2 separate regions of the Zea mays genome follow, and region 2 is linked to region 1. The links are chromatin contacts, called in public Hi-C maps. All regions are on one chromosome and are shown on one strand. The core of a region is the stretch at or near the end of the contact, and the rest is flanking DNA. Distances in the headings are between cores, read along the strand shown. Region 1 holds the start of LOC103649719 (annexin-like protein RJ4). Region 2 holds the start of LOC100193917.

Evidence for each region. A called contact is a pair of places that touch in the nucleus more often than the background predicts.
Region 2: a Hi-C map of tassel shows a contact between it and region 1, with 2.1 times the contacts expected there. The contact joins the promoter of LOC100193917 here to the promoter of LOC103649719 in region 1. A contact is called at or near these places in 3 of 25 Hi-C or Micro-C datasets (ear, leaf and tassel).

What each region holds. Positions count from the first base shown.
Region 1 is chr3:14,125,880-14,128,579 of Zm-B73-REFERENCE-NAM-5.0, forward strand. It overlaps LOC103649719 (annexin-like protein RJ4), which reads left to right and starts at 1,292. Exons shown (of 5, transcript XM_008675454.3): 1 at 1,292-1,419; 2 at 1,702-1,847; 3 at 1,932-2,153; 4 at 2,249-2,563. The coding sequence starts at 1,344. It also overlaps the pseudogene LOC103651767.
Region 2 is chr3:14,781,139-14,783,838 of Zm-B73-REFERENCE-NAM-5.0, forward strand. LOC100193917 reads left to right here and starts at 1,355. Exons shown (of 39, transcript NM_001349879.1): 1 at 1,355-1,664; 2 at 2,098-2,311; 3 at 2,396-2,491; 4 at 2,575-2,692. The coding sequence starts at 1,508. It also overlaps the pseudogene LOC103649725.

The DNA.
Region 1 (2,700 bases), core at 42-2,541:
TGGTTTTCTTGTCCCTGGCCTTTCAGGTGTGCATCTAAAAAGCTCCTCATGATCTCCGTCAAGGATCACTAAGAACCCAGTTTACTGGTTCAAAGTGCAGAGATGCTGCAAAGAACACTGTAAAGATCGTTGCGGCAATCCTTGAGAACCAATGGATACAGATGATGAATCTTGCAGTAACTAACTGAATTAGTTGAACTGAGATCCTCAAACCATTCATACGGGGCACCATTACCAATGTTCTCATATGCCTCTCAGCAAGCTGGCTCTGGAAGGTGGAGCTATACTGCCCCGTCATAGCCATGGGCATCGAGGAACTTGCAGAAGTATCACAGGATGAGCAAGTTGAATGTGTGATTCAACTAGCCTACAGAACATCAAGAAAGGATAGCTGGATTAATGTCGAGGTGAAAGTCGAAAACATAAGGTCAGTTATTTCAACATATAAGAACCAATTTTTCATATTACATGAACTAGAATCAAGTTCCATCTTGAAGTAGAAATAACTTGGTTTTTTAGCACAATGGCCAAAGAATGGTTTTATTTTAGTGGTAACCTGTAAGGAAATGTACTTATATTTTAAACTAGAGATTTTCAAGAGGCAGGAAATGTACTTTTTTAATTCAAAAGCTTATATTTTAATATAAAAAAATAATCTGATTTGTTGTAGACCCGTTAATTTGAACTCGAACCTGTTAAGTGGCGTTTCCCGGCGAAAAATGACCGAAAACCAGTTGAGAAGCGGTTGTTTTCACCGAGAAAAACGGAAAACGGTATTTTAAATTTGAAAAATACAAACCACTCGGGATTAACGGTTTTTGGGCGGATTTCGTTCTCGCTGTTGAGCGAGAAATATGTTGAAAACGGGACGGTGAACCTTGCACGCAAGAGTATATTCGACGTAAATAAAATATATGTGATAGAAATATGCAACAACGTATAAAACAAAATCGCATATCCATTAGCAAGCAGAATTTGGTGTGGATGTATGTCAAAGCTATTTTTCTTTGTCCTTGATACTATATATATACTGTATTCGTTTTGTTTGTTTTTACCAAAACCATGGATATTCCGAGACATTGAAACTCACAGGCATCGAAATCTGAAACACCCCACAGTTAAATGCTAAAACTAACCGGAGAAAAAAAAACGGAGTAACGCGCTGGATTATTATTACCATGCAGTTTCTTCAAGGTTTCAATTCTAGCAAACGGTCAGATATCATATCTCCATAAATACCAGGGGGTGGGTGGGTGTTGCTGTGATGAACAAACGAACCAATCTAGAGAAAAAGAAAGAAAAGAAAGGAGGAGGGAGAGATCAGGGCATAGTGAAAAAGAAAAATGGCAACAATTGCTGTTCCTCGAGTTGTCCCTTCTCCTGCTGAAGATGCCGCGGCTCTCTTGAAGGCGTTCCAGGGTAAGGTCATTGTTGCTCCGCCTGATCTCTCTGACACGAGCGTAAAACGCTCAAACATTGGCCTCATCTTTCATTATTAGCTAGCTAGGTTATGTTTACGTAAACATATTCTTTTTCTTAAATAAACGGACAGACAGGGGAGCTGAAAAGCTGCATGCACGCATTCAAAACTGCAATATTGTGCTCCTTTGCACAGCCTCCATCCCCGGTGGAAGGAACAAAACAATACATTAGAAATGACCGACTTGCGAGCTGTTTTTCACTGTGGTTCATTATATTCAGGATGGGGCACCGACGAGCAGGCGGTGATAGGCATCCTAGCCCACCGCGACGCGACGCAGAGGGAGCAGATCGCGCTGGAATACGAGCACAAGTACGGCGAGAGCCTAGTCCAGCGCCTCCAGTCCGAGCTCACCGGCGATTTTGAGGTTCCGATCACCGTGCTTTCATCATCTGGTATAATTAGTTTTTTTTTTTTGACATCGCCTGAGCTGACGAATTTGAGGGTGCAGAGAGCAGTGTACCACTGGATGCTGGGCCCCGCCGAGAGGCAGGCGGTGATGGCGAACGCCGCGACGGAGTGCCTCCAGGAGGAGTGCGCGGTGATCGTGGAGATCGCGTGCGCCAACTCGTCCGCCGAGCTCGTGGCCGTCAAGAAGGCCTACCATGCCCTGTACAGGCGCTCCCTGGAGGAAGACGTCGCCGCTCGTGCCACGGCCGGCAACCTTCGCAGCGTACGCCTGCCTGCGTTTGCGTTGCTTATTTCCCCCGGCCGGCCCTATAGGTTGGCATATATGCATGCATGAATCATGATCCATGCATCCTCCAGCTCCTGCTCGCCCTGGTGAGCACGTACAGGTACGACGGCGCCGACAGCGTGGACATGGAGCTAGCGCGGTCGGAGGCGAAGGCCGTGCACGAGGCCGTGAGGGACGGCGGCGGCGCGGGGGGCCACGAGGAGCTCATCCGGGTCGTGGGCACCCGGAGCAAGGCGCAGCTCAGGGCCACGTTCGGCTGCTTCAAGGACGAGCACCGCCGCAGCGTCGCCAAGGCGCTGCCGCGCGGCACCGACCCCACGGGGTACCTGCGCGCGCTGCGGGCGGCGGTGAGGTGCGTCGCAGATCCCAGCAAGTACTTCGCCAAGGTGAGCGAGAGAGGAGAGGCGATCGATATGAATGTGATCATCGAATCGTCCTTGTTGATGAACTCAACTGTAACTGTGATTGCCATTGCCATTGTAATGTGTTATATTGTCGCCTGGAAATATTGATTCTGAGCTAG
Region 2 (2,700 bases), core at 105-2,604, 660 kb after region 1:
GAAGTGACAGGAACCCAGCAGAAATCTCTTATGCCTAATAAGAAAGGATGGGTTATCGAAGAGGTGATGGAGCTCCAAGGAGTCCTTCTTGGCGACTTCTTTACGGTTTGTATACGTAACTGAATCTTCTTCCTCTCTGGCGTTCTGGGTTGAATTTGCATGCTCTTCTGCTTGTCAGAAGTCCCCGTTTTCTTTAACGAAAATTTTGAAGTCTGTTAGATGGAGTATTTCCAGCTTCTAAATTACTCGATGTAACGATCTTGAAACATATAAAACATTCCTTTTATCAGAAACAAAATGCTTGTCATTTGGTCAATTAGTTAGTGTTATGATATTCCGTGCTGTAACGTGGTCAGGGGGTAGCTGTGTCTATGTGGCGGCAAAAAAAACTGCAGGAGGTCCATTCTAATCACCACACGAAAGATCAAGCCTGCTGCGCCGATTTTCTTCATACCAGCAGAAGAAGAGAAACACGACACATCTGGATTCTGACCTGCGCTCCTATCTTGTTTTTTTTCCAGCTCCACATCAAGTACCAGGTCGAGGACCTCGCTCCCAAGCAAAGAGCAAGCAATGTGCAGGTCTCCTTGGGAATCGAGTGGTCGAAGACCAGCAGGCACCAGAAGCGGATCGAGAAGAACGTCCTTTCCAGTTCATCCGCGCGCCTAAAGGAGATGTTCAACCTTGCGTTGAGGGAGCTCTCGCATGCCAGATAGGAGGCGGAGCGTAATGGCCTTTCGACGTCTTACCCACCGTCCCTGTGCATAACAACAACAGGACCGATCTTGAGTGAACATTTAACACCCACTAACTGTACATGGAAAGCTTGGCTCAAGACTGATAGACAGCAACACCAAGAAGAAGAGGAGGAGGTACTGTAGGATAGCTCGATAGACAACGATATAGTTGTATGTTCTGCTTGCAAGTTCTCTCTGTCGACTGTATATGCTAAAAATATTAAAATTGAATAGCTAGAAATGCAAGTGTTCTCTTTAGGCCATACCATTTACATAGTTATTATCTTCTGCCTTTAACCACTGTAGGGTGCCCGAAGGGGCGCCTAATGTTCTAGTTTTTTTAAAACAATCACGTGAGCCACACAACATGCATCGAACAAGGCAAAGAGTAGTGGTGTGTGTCTATCCGCTGACTGTTTATGCAGCGAACAGTGGGCCGTGGCCGATTCGTGACACACGTGAACAACAAACGTCGAAATCACATGCAGGAGGATACACGTACTGGAGATATTGGGCTACATTGCGTCATGCGAAAATCCGTTTAAGGGCCTATCAAAACCTGGACCGGGCCGCGCTTTAGGTGGGCTCTAAGTACGCCTCTGCCTTTTCAGGCTATCACCGCCACACAGCTGATCCTCTCCCGAGTCCCGACCCGTCATCGCCGCCGCCATTGTCCCGCCGCGCAGGGTTTAGGGTTCAGTAGCGGCGGCACCAGTTTTTCTCCTCATCAAGGGAGTCGCGGCCACCGCCAACGAGACAAGCTGTCGGCGATGTCGTCTATCGCATCGCAGCTGAAGGCCATCAAGTCGGCGCTCGGCGCTGCGCCGGAGCCGGCTCGGCGGCCCGTCACCCGGCCGTCTGTGCTCTTCGACGCCAAAGAGGCCGCCGACATCGACCTCCGGGCCATCCTGCCCATTGCCCTCTCTGGTTCGTACCACTAACTACCGACCTGATCGGTTCGAGCATGCTGATGCTTTATTAGTTGCGCTCTTCTAGAGTAGCCACTAGCCAGCATTTCATGAAGGACAACTTGGTTGTATTTTCCGCTAAACCGAGCGTTCTAGAATTTTGTTTGGTTCGTTTGATTCTTATTTTAGCTCCCATTTAATATAATATCTAAATCAGCTTTCTCGGAATTCCCTCTGGATTTTGCTGCTATTTGCAGGTTGATCCCATCCGTCTACATAGTACACCTAGTTGTTTATGCTTGTGCAATTATGCATGCGATTTTATGAAACTTCACTAATAGCTCAAATTGAATGAAGTTTTTAAAAACAAAACCAATTTAGTTTTGCATATGAGGTATTTCATTCGAAGAGCTTCTCTTCCTCTACGGTACCTGAATCAAATTGCTTTTCAGGGTTGGAGCACCTTACCAGCGTAGACGAGAGATTTGCAAAATACAGCAACACTCTGTTCAGGGAGACTAGCCTTGAGGTGAACCGCGAACAGTTGACTCCCAAGGAGAACGACAAACTCAACAAGTCTATCTCCACCTACCTTCGCCTTCTAGCTGGCTATTTGCATCTTCCCTCTGCCCTCAAGACCCTTGAATACCTTATCCGCAGATACCTGTATGAATTTAGCTCAGCTAATTTTGCCGATGGCCCTACGAGCTCTAGCTTATTCTCTTGTTTCTGGTGGGAACCTTCATGTAGGGTGCATGTATACAATTCGGATGAGTTGCTGCTGAGCGCACTGCCATACCATGATACACATGCGTTTGTTCGGATCGTGCAGTTGGTCAACTTAGGGTGAGTGTGGCTCTGGTCTGGATAGATACTTATTTTCTCCATTTGTCTTCAATATCAACTTGTGCTGGTTGATGTGCTTTCAGGAATAGTAACTGGGCATTTCTTGGCGGTGTCAAGTCCTCAGGTGCACCGCCACCCAGGAGTGTTCTAGTGCAACAGTGCATCCGTGATAAGGCTGTGCTGGAGACCCTATGCAACTATGTAACGCC